2 separate regions of the Macaca mulatta genome follow, and region 2 is linked to region 1. Evidence: chromatin contacts called from public Hi-C data. All regions are on one chromosome and are shown on one strand. The core of a region is the stretch at or near the end of the contact, and the rest is flanking DNA. Distances in the headings are between cores, read along the strand shown. Region 1 has its middle 16 kb from the start of MRTFA. Region 2 holds the start of SGSM3 (small G protein signaling modulator 3).

Region 1 (7,449 bases), core at 2,333-4,832:
TGGTGTGATCTCAGCTCACCACAACCTCTGCCTCCTGGGTTCAAGCGATTCCCCTGCCTCAGCCTCCCGAGTAGCTGGGATTACAGGCATGCACCACCATGCTCGGCTAATTTTTGTATTTTTAGTAGAGACGGGGTTTCACCATGTTGATCCACCCGCCTCGGCCTTCCAAAGTGCTGGGATTACAGGTGTGAGCCACCGTGCCCGGCTGTGAAGTCATTTTTTTTACATGCCTGTTTGTGCTGCCGTCCTACCAACTCATTCTGAAGTGATTATTTTTTCTTGCCTGGACAGACAAGGAGACCCCACTGCACCTGAGTTTTGGAAAACTAGAGTGTGGCAAAAGCAGCAGCAGCTGCAGCAAAAACATTGATGAGAGTCAAACTGAATGATTATATTACACTAATGGTACCAGCTCCCCACAGGTGAATAAAATGTGCCTCATGATAGCAGTCATACAACAAATACCTTATAAGAAACTCACAGAGAAGAGGGGCAGAGCAACTCAGTGGAAAAGCAGGTGTAGTTTCAAAGCCTGGCTCTGCCCCGAGCCATGTGACCTTAGGAAACAGACTGTGTCCCTGAGTTTCAATCTTGTCATCTGTAAATTAGGAGTAACCATACTGATCACAAGTCAACACCTGCCCTTGCACTGCTGCGGGGCTCAGCAGTCTCTGACATGCAGTGAAAAAGTGGAAGTTCTAGCTGGGCGCAGTGGCTCATGCCCGTAATCCCAGCACTCTGGGAGATCGAGCTGGGCAGATCATGAGGTAAGGAGTTCGAGACCAGCCTGGCCAACATGGTGAAACGTCATCTCTACTAAAAATACAAAAATTAGCCAGGCATGTAGGCATGTGCCTGTAATCCTAGCTACTCAGGAGGCTGAGGCAGGAGAATCACTTGAACCCCAGGAGGTGGAGGTTGCAGTGAGCCGGGATTGCGCCATTGCACTCCAACCTGGGCAACAGAGCAAAACTCTGTCTCAAAAAAAAAAGTAGAAGTTCCTTTCCCGTCTATCTTGGGTCTTCACTGTCTACATGTGTCCCCTCACTCCCAGCTCCTTGGGGCCACACTGTGCGTTGGTGTGGGTCAGTACCTGGACTCCTGGCCTGTCCCCTCAAGGTGTGCTGCTTCCTTCCCATAACACCAGGCCAGAGGTTCCTGCTTTCTTTTCTCATCTTGGGTGTCTATTTTCCCACACCGCACACTCTACAGAGTGTTGGGGTGAATACAGAGAATGACAACAGAGAACTTACAGCTGTGGCCTAAACCTCATGGTAATGAGATGGAGAAAATTGTGTTCACTGGAACTCCTTTCAGAGGAAGCACCGTTTATTTGTTCAGAAATTTAAAAAAAAAAAAAATTATTTGACCCAGTGCAGTGGCTCATACCTGTAAACCCAGCACTTTGGAAGCCCAAGGCGGGAGGATGGCTTGAGCCCAGGAGTTTGAGACCAGCCTGGGAAACATAGCAAGACACCATCTCTACAAAAAACTTAAAAATTCGCTGAGCACGGTGGCGTGCACCTGTGGTCATAGGCACTTGGGTAGCTGAGGTCAGAGGATCGCCTGAGCCTGGGAAGCAGAGGCTGCAGTGAGCTGAGATTGCACCACTGCACTCCAGCCTGGATAACAGAGTGAGACCATGACTCAAAAAAAATAGAAAAAAAAAAAATCCTTGATAAACCCATGTTGGGGAGAAGTTGAGCGCCCCCCCCATTATTTAATAATAAATAAATAAATAAATAAGATACCTAGAGGAGGAAAAACTACAACCCAAGGCACAACCTATGGGCACTATTCAAACAGCACACATACAGATTTGTGGGGAGCAGGGGATCTCTCTTTAGGCCCAAGCTAGTGAACTGAAACAGTATGACAGCAAGTATCATTGAAGGCCAGGCCATTGTAACCACTTGATTCTCCCTCCACTCAGCCAGTCTAGGCCAGAGTGCTTAGGAGCAGAGCAGGGATGTACCGATGTCCCCAGTTCTCCACTCCTCTTGACCAGTAGGAACCCAGTATGGATGAGATGTAATGATTAGGTCCATAATGTTCAAACTCAGCTTGTGACTTTGAGCAAGTGAATTTTATTTTTTATTTTTTATTTTTTTGTGTGTGGGAGGCAGAGTCTCACTTCTCACTCTGTTGCCCAGGCTGGAGTGCAGTGGCACCATCTCCGATCATGGGAACCTCTGCTTCCAGGGTTCAAGTGATTCTCAAGCCTCAGCCTCCCGAATAGCTGGGATTACAGGTGTGCGCCACCATGCCTGGTTAATTTTTGTATTTTTAGTAGAGACAGAGTTTCACTGTGTTAGCCAGGCTGGTCTTGAACTCTTGACCTCAGGTGATCCACCCGTCTCAGCCTCCCAAAGTGCTGGGATTATAGGCATGAGCCACTGCGCCTGGTGCAAGTGACTTTAACAGCACTTTTGCAAAATGCGAGTGATAATGCATTCCGATGGTTATAGATGAAGGTTAAGTAATTTAGCTGAGTTCAAACAGGCAGTAAATGGTAGAGCTGTGATTGGAACACAGACCATCTAGTGCCACAGTCCAGCCTTTTAGCTACAATGCCCTGCTTAGTTGTGGCTGGTCAGCTCTCTGTGGGTCCAGCAAGGGCTAACCTAAGAGAACACACCAGCAAAAGGGCTATGACAGAGCAGTGTCTTAAAGGTGGCTCTACACAAAGTCACAAATTAGTTACAGTAACTCATTGCTTTGTATTCCTCTCACCTGTTCTGTGAGATTCCACAATTTCTCCTGCCTTCAGTTGCATTGCTTGGTGTATGATACATAGTCAATCTTTTTATCCATATCTCAGGAACAAAATGTAACACAAATTCTACTTGTGGGTATCTTCCTGTATTCGGTTTTACAAAGCACTTGCATGTTGCTTTGTCAGGAAACAGCAGTTCTTTCTCCAAAGAGAAAAGTTGTTTCACTAATATTAACCTCATTCCCTATAGCTCAGTATCCTTGCCTTTCTCTCTACATAATCACTTTTTATCCAAATGCTGAGTCACTATATGCTTTTTTGAAGACATTTTAAATAGCACTCAATTCCGTACATGCAGCACCAACACTGCACCTAACTCAGTTGAAGTTAGGACAATATGAACAGCTATGTTTAATTTATCAAATTTGGAAGCAATGATGATTCCATTAAGATGAAAAAAAATCATGTTTTAGGATTAGTTAAATGTAGTAGCAAATGGTGGTACTGATTAAAATTCTTACAACTGCAAGTGACAAAAAACAGAGTAACTTAAGCAAAAGGGCTGCATTAAGCTAGGAAACTTCAAAAGTCCCTATATTATTCCAGCTTCAGGTATGGCTGGATTCAGGACTCCAGAATATAACCAGGACTCAGTTTCCTGCCATTTCTCTTTCTTTTCCGCATGGTTGGTGTCAGTGGCAGGTTTCACACGCTGGCAAGCTGGAGCCAGCAGCTCCAGCTCCAGCTCTAGGACCCCTGGAGTTGAGCCGAGCGAAAATAAGGAAGAGAGGCTTTGTCCCAGACATTTTAGCCTGAGTCTCAATGCCTCTTATTGGCTCCAACAGATCACATGCCCAGCCCTGAGCCAATCAATGTGGCCACATCCAGGACAGTTACTACTGCCCCCGTCCCCTGCCGAGGAGACCGGCTGGAAACCCGAGGGCTGTTGGGTCTTCCCCGGGAGATGGGGAGAGAGGATGCGGGGCAGCTGGCAACACGTACGTGCCTTACGGGTGGTCTGTGGGGACTTAGGAGGGCTTAGCACCCAGAGCATTAGCCCAGGGCCTGACCCCGGGTGGCCTCTCCTGGCCGCAGGCTGCTTGGCAGGGCTGGAGGGGAGGAGACCCACAGTTCCGGGCCTGAGTCACCTCCCTCCTGGCCGGGCTTAGGCGGCACTGACTCAGCGCCTGCGTGAGCTGGATGCTGCCTGGAAAGCTAATCAGCCTCCGAGGCGAGTCATGCCTCCTGTGACGTGGGCTTGTGCCGTGAGTGGGCGGGAATGAATGAAGAAGCGTGGGCTCACCATGGTTCCTAGAACGTTGATGAAGTGACGGGAGAGGGAGGCGGAAGTGAAGAGCAGCCCTTGGAAAAGGCTGCCAGCCCAGGCTGCGGTGCTGTCTGCAGGCCCGTGCAGCCTGGTCCGGGGTGGGCTCTCTGCACCCGGCCCGTGCAGCCTGTTCCCGGGGTGGGCACACAGCTGCCACCGCCCCAAACCCCAGCACCGGGGAGCGCCCCAGGGCTCTGCTGTGGTCTGCCCCGCGGCTAGCAGGCCCTCCTCCGGTTCTTCCCTGTGTTTCAAACCTAAGTTCCATGAGGCAGGACGGGGTTGGTGGGGGCAGGCGGGAGGGCCGGGGATTGGAAGGTTGGCTAGCTCCACCTCCTGCCCTCCCCACCGCACCCTAAACTTAGTCTTGACAAACGGATCTCTGTGCCTTTAGGGGAGAGGAGAGGAGAAGAAATGGTGGTAAAGAAAGAAAGGCAAGGGGAGCTGTGCAGAACCACTCTAAAGCTGGAGCGTTCAATGCGGAGGACCTGCTCTGTGCCAGGCCCCCAACTGGGAGGTGTGGACAACGTTCCTGCCTTCCGGGTGCTCAGAGTCTAGTCTGGAGACAATAAGAAAAATGGTTAATCACCATGGAATGCGCTAGCGCCTTAGCCCGAAGCAGGGGTCTGGTTGTTGAGGTTTGTTGAAGGAAAATGCCTGTAAGGGCTGGGGGCTGGGCGCAGTGGCTCACGCCTGTAATCCCAGCACTTGGCAGGCCGAGGTGGGCGGATCATGAGGTCAGGAGTTTGAGACCAGCCTGACCAACATGGTGAAACCCCGTCTCTCCTAAAAATACAAAAATTAGCCAGGGCATGGTGGCATGTGCCTGTAGTCCCAGCTACCCGGGAGGCTGAGGCAGGAGAATCGCTTGAACCCAGGAGGCGGAGGTTGCAGTGAGCTGAGATTGTACCACTGCACTCCAGCCTGGGTGACAGCGTGAAACTCTGTCTCAAAAAAAAAAAAAAGGCCCGAAGGGTCAACATGTGCAGAAGTTACAGGGGCGCATAGCCCTTTCTAGAAACCTTAAGATGTTTAAGGGTAACACAGGGTATTGGGGGAAGCAGGAGAAGAGGCCTGACCCTGAAGTGTCCTCTGTGCTCAACAAAAACAGGAGTTCTAAAAGAACCGGATTTTCCTTTCACCCCACCTCAGTCCTTTCTGCAAACATTTGCCCTGTGTCACAGGGCAAGCCAGCCCCTGTTCAGTTGCATGAAATCAAGACCCAGACGCTGCAGAACTGAAGTGGGACAGGACTGACCACCAGTTGGAAAAAGGCTGAAGAGGGTAGTCCAGAAAGGGGCTGTCTCTAAAGGCTAAAAATACAAGGGTGAGACCAACTGAAGTGTGGCAGTTTCCTTGACATTGGCATTTTGGTTTTGTTCTCCTTTTTTTAAGATAAGAGTTATATAGCTCAGTAACATCAGTATTTTGGAATTAGGATAGGAAGAAAGTCGCATCACAAGGGAGCCCCATGGAGAGGAATGAGCACAGAATTTGGAGTCAGAAGAGTGGAAGGCCTGGGCTTGGGGCCTGGCTGCACCGTGCCAGCTGGATGGTTCTGGGAAAACTGCCCAAATCTCTGCTCCGCAGTCCCCACATCTGTCAGTAGGGATCACATCTGCCTCACCGGATCAGCTGAGACAAGGCACGTGTGTAAAAGGCTGTACAAATGTTAGTTACTATAAGGTTGTCTCAAAAAAAATAAAACCCACAGCAAAGAGTATCCCAAGGCAGGCTCATTTTACTTCAGTTACCATTTGGCACCAAGCAGATCAGGGGACTTACTAGATGACACAGCAAGTCAGTGGCAGAGCCAAGGAGTGCACTCATCCAAGTTACTGATTCCGATGTTGTCAGCAAAACCAGCTGAAACCCATCTTCACACTGCAGTTCAGAGGGTGTCCTCAGGAAGCGCCTCTCTGCAAAGCATGTTCAAGGTGGTTCCCAGTGGCCTGCCAAATGGTCAGCAAGGTATAACTGGATGACGCTCCCAGGAAGCAGAGTGAAAAGAGACAAGGAGTAGGAAACTAATATCCACAGTTGGCCATTTGTCCCAAGGACCAGAGTGGAGACTGCATTTCTAAGTGCTTCCTCTGTCCACAGCCCTCCTCCCCGATACCTTTTAAAAACAGATTTGCTGGCTGGGCACAGTGGCTCATGCCTGTAATCCCAGCACTTTGGGAGGCTGAGGCAGGTGAATTGCCTGAGCTCAGGAGTTCGAGACCAACCTGGGCAAAACCCTATCTTTACCAAAAAATACAAAAAGCTAGCCGGGCCTTATGGTGCATACCTGTGGTTCCAGCTATTGGGAAGGCTGAGGTGGGAGGATCACTTGAGCCTGGGAGGCGGAGGTTGGAATGAGCTGAGATCACACCACTGCACTCCAACCTGAGTGACAGACTGAGACCCCCATCTCACAAAAACAAAACACAGATTTGTTGGCTGGGCATAGTGGCACATGCCTGTAATCCCAGCACTTTAGGAGGCCGAAGTGGAAGGATCACTTGAGTCCAGGAGTTTGAGACCAGCCCAGGCAACACAGCAAGACTTTGTGTTCCCTTTAAAAAAAAAAAATTAGCCGGGTTTGGTGGCATACACCTGTAGTCCTAGCTACTCTGGAGGCTGGGGTTCGAGGATCTCTTGCTCCCAGGAGCTCGAGGCTGCAGTGAACTGATGATACCTCTGTACTCTGGCCTGGGCAACAGAGTGAGACCCTGTCTCAAAAAAACAAAAACAAACAAACAAAAACCACATTTGTTGAAATATAATTCACATACAATAAAAATACATCATTTTGCCGGGTGTGGTGGCTCACGCCTGTAATCCCAGCACTTTGGGAGGCCGAGGCGGGCGGATCACGAGGTCAGGAGATCGAGACCATCCTGGCTAACACAGTGAAACCCCATCTCTACTAAAAATGCAAAAAATTAGCTGGGCATGGTGGTGTGCGCCTGTAGTCCCAGCTACTCAGGAGGCTGAGGCAGGAGAATTGCTTGAACCAGGGAAGGGGAGCTTGCAGTGAGCCGAGATCGCGCCACTGCACTCCAGCCTGGGCAACAAAGCAAGACTCCATCTCAAAAAAACAAAAAAACAAAACAAACAAAAAATATATCATTTTAAAATGTACAATTCATGGTGATGTGCATCTGAAGTCCCAGCTACTTAGAAAGCTGAGATGAGAGGATCACTGTGAGTCAATGCAACCGCTTTGCTTTATAAATTACCCAGTCTCGGGTATTTCTTCATAACAGAGTGAGAATGGACTAATGCATCCTCCCACCTCGGCCTCCCGAAGTGTTGGGATTACAGGCATGAGCCACTGTACCCGGCTGTTTACACTCTCTTGATGGTGTCCTTTAAAGCACAAAAATTGGTGGGAAGCAGTGGCTGATGCCTATAATCCCAG
Region 2 (7,449 bases), core at 2,933-5,432, 270 kb before region 1:
TTGCGGGAAAGGTTGGTGGGCATGTGGGCATGGTGGTTGAATCACCTGTGTCTAGGCGGAAATTCCTTATAGGCAGTTAAGGAAAAAACAAGCTTAGTGGTGGAGTAAAAGCTTCATTAAATTAGGTTTTAGTGGTATCACCTGACATTGGAAAAGGTATTATCTGCTAATATCTTAACATTTTCTTTTGTCTTGTATTTGCTTTCCTCTGGCAGGTGCAGAGATTCTTAGAAGAGGAGGTGTATCCCTTGTTAAAACCATATGAAAGTGTGATGAAGGTGAAAGCAGAATTATGTCTCTAGAGTTGGAAGAGAATTAAACGAAAAATCATTAATTGCTGAGGCATGAAAATTGTGTTACTGTAATGTCTTATTTTACCTCGAGAATTGTTACCTTAAATTAATACAGCACTTTCTTCTATCCATGGTCTTTCCCATTTCTCAGTCTCATATTTCTCAACAATGCAGAAACAAAGAGCATTGAAGTTTACTCTGTTGTTTACAACAACACAAACTTGCATAATAAATGTAGTTCGTACTTGATCTCTGTTCTTTCAAGGCATATTTTCCAGCTGCCTCAAGTTTAGTCCTTTTCACGTGTTCGTTTGCTTGTAAAGTAGCAAGAAATTTCTGGTCCTGTCCTCTAAAAGTGAATTAGATCTAGGTCTAGCAAAATAGCCTGGACTCAGTGATTGAGTCCATGATCAGATATACCTTTTATTTCGGTTATTTTTGGCTAGTATAAGTAATGAAGTTTGGAACTACAGTAAATACTTAAAAACAAAACAGAACAAAAAAAAAACCCTGATGTGACCATCAGGCTTATTCAGCCAAAGTTGTGCCCAACCTCATTTCATCTTTTGATAAGGCTTATATATCAGGGAAATGCTAATTGAGTATATTGATTTCATCAGGGCACCTGACAGTCTTTATTCCTTGTTGCATGGATTTTGTTGTTGAGGCTTGCTCTGTCACCCAGACTAGAGTGCAGTAGCACAATCTTGGCTCACTGCAACCTCCACCTCCTGGGTTCAAGCGATTCTCCGGCCTCAGCCTCCCAGGTAGCTGGGATTACAGGCACCCGCCGCCACACCTGGCTAACTTTTGTATTTTTAGTAGGGATGGGGTTTTGCCATGTTGTCCAGGCGGGTCTTGAACTCCTGACCTCAAGTGATCCACCCATCTCAGCCTCCCAAAGTTCTGGGATTACAGGCATGAGCCACCATGCCCGGCCTAATCTTGTTTTCTTTTTTACTTGTTTACAGTGTAAGCAAATGCCATTGGACAAGAACATTGAACATTGTCTGTGTCATTCCTTGTTGTATTTCCAATAGCAAGAGCACATCAGATACTTGGCAACTAGGCAGTCTTCCAGCTTCCGCCACCACGCCCAACTTCCTTGTTGCAGTATTATAGCTGATTGAAGCAACTGTAGCCAAATATTGAGTTAATTACCTACCTGCCAGGAGAGCCCTTGTTATTTAGCCCATTCTCATCCTACGTATTTTTCAGCATAGATGAAAATGAAAGCTTTTGTTTATCAGATTTGTAAATGACACAAAACTGGGAGAATTAACAAGTACATTTATTTGGTAAAATAAGTTTTCATCTATAACCTAAACAGGCTGAAATGATGTGCCTTAAACTAAGAGGAAAAATAAGATCAATGTAAATAAATTAACCTTAAACTCAGTATGCACCAGAACTGAGAGAAGACTGTTTTAGGAGGTGTTAATGGTTGTCCAGTGCCCAGAAAGCCACCAGAGGCTTACTGCTCCCCACTCTTGGCATTACATTCAATTTTGGATACCCAGTCTGAGGAACAGAGAGAAACTGGAGAGCGAACCTCCAAAAAGATCTTGTGGTGGAGGAATGTTAGGGCTCTTTATCCTATCCAGGAGAAAACTTGTCAGCACTTCAAATATTGCCGCGTGGAGGAAGAGTGACTTGATTGTGTGTTGCCCCAAGAGACACTGAGATCAATACCCATTATTAAGGCTCTGAGATTGGCTTGGGGCCAGACATTGGAACCACTGAGATTAGCAATCCACCCTCAATCTCCCAGGTCAGGCAGAAGCTGGAAGACTGCCTAGTTAGGAATGTTGTGGGGGAGAGGAGGCTGAATCGGTTCCAGTTTTATCTAAAAGTAGCCAGAAAAGCAGGTTGAGATGATGCGCACTTGCAGTCCCAGCTACTTGGGAAACTGAGGCAACAGGGTCACGAGCCCAAGAGTTCAGTCCAGGCTGGGTGACATAGCGAGAACTTGTCACTTAAAGCCAACCTAAGAGAAGAGCTCAACCTATTGGGAAAAACAATAGAAGGCAATTCTGAAAACCAAATTCTGAATATAGGCTAGTATAGCAAGCAAGTGGGGATAGCATAGAGCCATTTGCTCAACTTCCAGAAAGAGTCACTCTATTCATCTCTTTAAAAAATCTTGAAAAGGGCCAGGTGCGGTGGTGGCTCATGCCTGTAATCCCAGCACTTTGGGAGGCCGAGGCAGGTGGATCACCTGAGGTCAGGAGTTCAAGACCAGCCTGACCAAGAAGGTGAAACTCCATCTCTACTAAAAATACAAACAATTAGCCGGGCATGGTGGCAGGCACCTGTAGTCCCAGCTACTCGGGAGGCTGAGACAGGAGAATTGCTTGAACCTAGGAGTCAGAAGTTGCAGTGAGCCAAGATCATGCCACTGCACTCCAGCCTGGGCAATGGAGCGAGACTCAGTCTCAAAAAAAAAAAAAAAAAAAATCCTGAAATGATAAGTCTGAAACAAGGAAATTAAGTCATTGGACTCTGACCAGATATTCTGTCTACTTCCTTCTCTGGTATGGGCAACTTAGAGGCAGCAACTACTATCAGTTTATCTAATGTGAGACTTTATATTACATAACAGATGTTGGGGATATAGGATACCATGGATTTTAGTTAATACATTTCCTCATAGAAAATAAGGAAATAAGATAACAGTCTTCTTCCTGTCCTAACAATTCTGTTAGACTAATGGTCTCCAGTGATTGGCGATTTGACCTGGTTTCTTCCTGGACTATTTGAGTGGGTGGATTTGTTGGTGCATCTCTGTCTTCTTTCCTTTTCCATTCTCCTTTGTTTCTGTATTTACACACTTGTATGCAACTCTGTAATCTGATTTTCCCATGTAGCATTTTAATTTGATGGTCTGCATGTTCACTGGAAAACATGTTAAATGTACATTTTTATATATATCATATATATATATATATATATATATGAGAGACAAGATCTCGCTCTGTCGCCCAGGCTGGAGTGCAGTGGTGTGACCACAGCTCACTGCAGCCTCGATTTCCTGGCTCAAGCGATCCTCTCACCTCAGCCTCTTGAGTAGCTGGGACTATGGCACACACAACCACACCTGGCTAATTTTTTGTTGTTTTTTGTAAAGACAGGGTCTCACTATGTTAACCCAGGCTGTTTTCTTTAAGATTGGTTTAAACTGCCGGGCGCGGTGGCTCACGCCTGTAATCCCTGCACTTTGGGAGGCCGAGGCGGGCGGATCACGAGGTCAGTAGATCGAGACCATCCTGGCTAACACGGTGAAACCCCGTCTCTACTAAAATACAAAAAATTAGCCGGGCGCGGTGGCGGGCGCCTGTAGTCCCAGCTACTCAGGAGGCTGAGGCAGGAGAATGGCGCGAACCCGGGAGGCGGAGCTTGCAGTGAGCCGAGATGGTGCCACTGCACTCCAGCCTGGGCGACAGAGTGAAGACTCCGCCTCAAAAAAAAAAAAAAAAAAAAAAGATTGGTTTAAACTCACGCAGACTCCAGCATCAAAACTACCCAGATGTTAGGTTCTGGGCAGAACATGGGACAACTGATGAAATGTCTGCTCAGCTGAAGTCAGACACCTGGACACTTAATGCCCTCTTTCCCTGGCTGGTGCTCAGTTTCATTTAAGAACCAGGAGATTCTAATGTTTGTAACCATAGCTTTAGTGGAAGCACAAGGGTTAGGAGTCCCCAGAAAGGTATGATGAAGCCTGGGTGGATGTGAGGATTGGTGAGACGGCAAAAGCATCGCTGTGCCTGCAGGCCTTGGGACGGGGTCGCAAAGCTCCTGGCCGCGTCCCGCCAAGTGGGCGGGAACGACTACAGCCCCCAGCATGACCCGCGGCCGCCTATGCTCCGCCCCGCCACGCGTGCGCTTAGGCGCCGCTGAGCGCCGACTGGGTGCGAGCGGGGAAGCCGCTAACCTGACCCGGATTGGCGCTGAGGTGGCCCGTGGGGCAGGTGAGTGCGGGGACGGGAGTCAGCAGAGACTGAACGGCGCCCACAAGTTCCCCTCAGGCTGGGGTTGCGGGGCGTTTGTGGTCGGACTGTTTGACCGAGGGATGTACGGGCCAAAGGCGCCCACTAGAGAGAAGCACCGCCTCGGGCCGGAGAGCCGCCGGGCCGACCTTACTCGCGTCGCGGGTGGAATGGGGGCCGGGGACGCGGCGGGGCGGAGAGGTCGGCTGCGTACCCCGGACCGGCTGACCCTAGACGGCCGAGGCCACCTCAGGTGTTCGGGGCGGGAACCGGAATCCACCGCGCTGGCAGCCGGGAGCGGTTTTACAGAAACCGCGCCTGATGCGGGGGGCTTTTTTTAAAAAGCCTGGCTGGCTCCGGCACGGGGACAGCTGCAGACTCCTCCTCAGGTTTAACTTGCGCCTTTCCCTTTGAGAGTCAGATCCAGGTGCAGAACCCAGGCTCGGATCCACGCCGAGACTCGGAACACAGGTGTGTTTGCATTTTAGCACGGGGGAAACTGAGGCATACGTTAGCCAGAATCACCCGGTGTGGTTAGGATTGGAATTTTGAAAATTATTCTCATACTTAGTTTACTGATCTAGGCTCTTTTTTATTTGGAGAGAAAAATGAAGCTGTTTCAAAGGTTTTCAGTGACTGGGTGACTAGAGTTGGGGTGGGTTGATGGCTTTTTGTTTTGTGGTGGGATAGAGATATCCTGGAATATTCCACACCCTTCTTGATTCTTTCTTAGTAAATTCAAGTCCAATCAGACTCTGCTTCACAAAAACTGCATTTTCAACTTCGACTCGTTTACTCGTAGTTTGCGTGACAGGTTTGTGATTAGGTTTGTAAGTATATACACTTCCCACTTTTCTTGCTCATCTCTTTTAGTTCCAATTCTCTCTGCACTCTAAACAACTGAATTACATCTTTGTTCTACATATTTCTCTTCTTGGTGATTAATTTGTAATTCTTTTTTTTCTTTTCTTTTCTTTTTTTAATTTAAGACTGCGTTTCGCTCTTGTTGCCTGGGCTGGAGTGCAGTGGCGCGACCTCGGCTCACTGCAAGCTCCGCCTCCCGGGTTCAAGGGATTCTTCTGTCTCAGCCTCCTGAGTAGCTGGGACCACGGGCGCCCGCCACCACGCCCGGCTAATTTTTGTATTTTTAGTAAAGAGGGGGTGTTTCACTATGTTGGCCATGCTGGTCTCGAACTCCTGACCACAGGTGATCCGCCCGCCTCGGGCCTCCCAAAGTGCTGGGATTGCAGGCGTGGGCCACTGCGCCAGGCCGGATTAATTTGTAATTCTATAGATAGATATCTTTCCTGGCTTTTGATAGTCCTAAGTGAATGCAGCTTTTTCATCCCTAATTATCACAGTAGCCTGAGCTTTAGTTCTTCTCCGTGTCCCTTTTTAAGCGTGGAGGTTTGTGGTCTGGGAGGGAGGGGAGAGGGTGAGGTGTCTGTTGATCAGCTATGGGTAACAGGTGAACATAACCAATGACCAGAACATTAAAAGGCTGTAAACAAACAATTGCTTCAATGTAAAAACGCATACCTCGTGAATTTGGAAACATATCAGGTTGATAGAAAAGTGAACTGGGGTAGAACCTCACAGAAATGAACCTGACATTAGGGTGAAATATTGAGAAGGGAAGTGAGGAGATAATCATCTCTTTTATTTTACAGCCATCTTTCTGTCGCTAGAGTGGATGTAGGAACATCCTGCTGGCTCAGAAGCTTAAAAAAAGCTCTGTGTGTTTTCAGTTTTTCTCTTAGTTCTCAATGAAGGTTTTGGCAGGAGCCCAAAATCTTGTACCTTTGATAATTTAACATGAGTTTCATCTTGCTTACTCTCCAGATAGCCTGTTATTCAGCTGGTGACGTCAGTAATTTTCCACAGCAGCCATTCATGAGCTCATGCAATGACTGTCACAAGGAAATGGGAATAGCACAATGAGTGTTACAGAAGAAAAAAAGATCCTGTTTCTTTGCCATCACATATTATACACAGACTTAGGGAATCTAGACTGGAGCACAGGATATGTGGGAGGGGTTAGAACACCAGAGTGCAGGCTCCTACCTGTAGTAATAATCATTGAAACCATTTATTGAATGCCTTCTGCTTTCCAAACACAGAATTTAAGTCTACCTGACTCTAAACTCCTCTCTTTTAACTGCTGTACTACCTTAACAACTGTGTTCAAGTATTTCTCATTCTTAAAACTATATGAAACTTCCCTGTGGATCATATTTCCCTTCAAATTACTACCATTTCTCCTGCTTTTCCTTTCTAGACTTGTCCTTAAGAAGCAGACTCTACATTCTTCTCTAACATTTACTGCTTTGTTCATTGCAGTCTGGCTTCTACCCTCAACTCTGTTGAAACTACTCTCATGAATTCCTCTCAATGATTTATTGAGTATCTACTGTGTATATCATCTTCTAGACTTATAAAGACGGCTAAGACATGGTTTTTGCCCTCAGGTAGTTTAGGGATTAATGAGAGAGGGTAGTTTATACATCTCAATATATGTTTACCACTGATAGGTCAGTTGTGGTGTTTCGTTTTGTTTTTTTTCTTTTCTTTTTTTTTTTTGAGACAGTCTCCCTCTCTCAACAGGCTAGCATGCACTGGGGCAATCTCGGCTCACTGCAGCCTCCACCTCCCGAGTTCAAGCAGTTCTCCTGCCTCAGCCTCCTGAGTAGCTGGGACTGCAGGCGTGTGCCACCACACCCGGCTAATTTTTGTATTTTTAGTAGAGATGAGGTTTCACCATGTTGTCCAGGATGGTCTCCATCTCTTGACCTCGTGATCCGCCTGCCTTGGCCTTCCAAAGTGCTGGGATTACAGGCGTGAGCCACCACACCTGGCCTGATAGGGTGGGGTTTTTTTCTTTTCTCTTTTGTTTTTTTTTCTGAGATGGAGTCTCCCTCTGTCACCCAGGCTGGAGTGCAGTGGCGTGATCTCGGCTCACTGCAAGCTCTGCCTCCTGGGTTTACTTACTCCATTCTCCTGCCTCAGCTTCTGGAGCAGCTGGGACTACAGGCGTCCGCCACCATGCCCGGCTAATTTTTTGTATTTTTTTAAGTAGAGACAGGGTTTCACCATGTTAGCCAGGATGGTCTCGATCTCCTGACCTCGTGATCTGCTCGACTCGGCTTCCCAAAGTGCTGGGATTACAG

What was found. A called contact is a pair of places that touch in the nucleus more often than the background predicts.
Region 2: a Hi-C map of cortical neurons shows a contact between it and region 1, with 4 times the contacts expected there. The contact joins the promoter of SGSM3 here to the enhancer-like site in region 1. A contact is called at or near these places in 2 of 14 Hi-C or Micro-C datasets (cortical neurons and fetal cortex germinal zone).

The regions. Positions count from the first base shown.
Region 1 is chr10:10,880,229-10,887,677 of T2T-MMU8v2.0, reverse strand. No RefSeq gene overlaps it. Among named protein-coding and RNA genes, the nearest start is that of MRTFA, 16 kb to the left of the region's middle. Within about 2 kb of position 3,582, at least 26 of the 40 cell types and tissues checked have an H3K27ac peak or open chromatin away from gene starts, as enhancers often do. A contact at or near this core is called in cortical neurons and fetal cortex germinal zone, where this site is marked.
Region 2 is chr10:11,155,354-11,162,802 of T2T-MMU8v2.0, reverse strand. SGSM3 (small G protein signaling modulator 3) reads left to right here and starts at 4,182. Exons shown (of 22, transcript XM_077949655.1): 1 at 4,182-4,264. ADSL (adenylosuccinate lyase) reads left to right here. Exons shown (of 14, transcript XM_077949733.1): 13 at 216-278.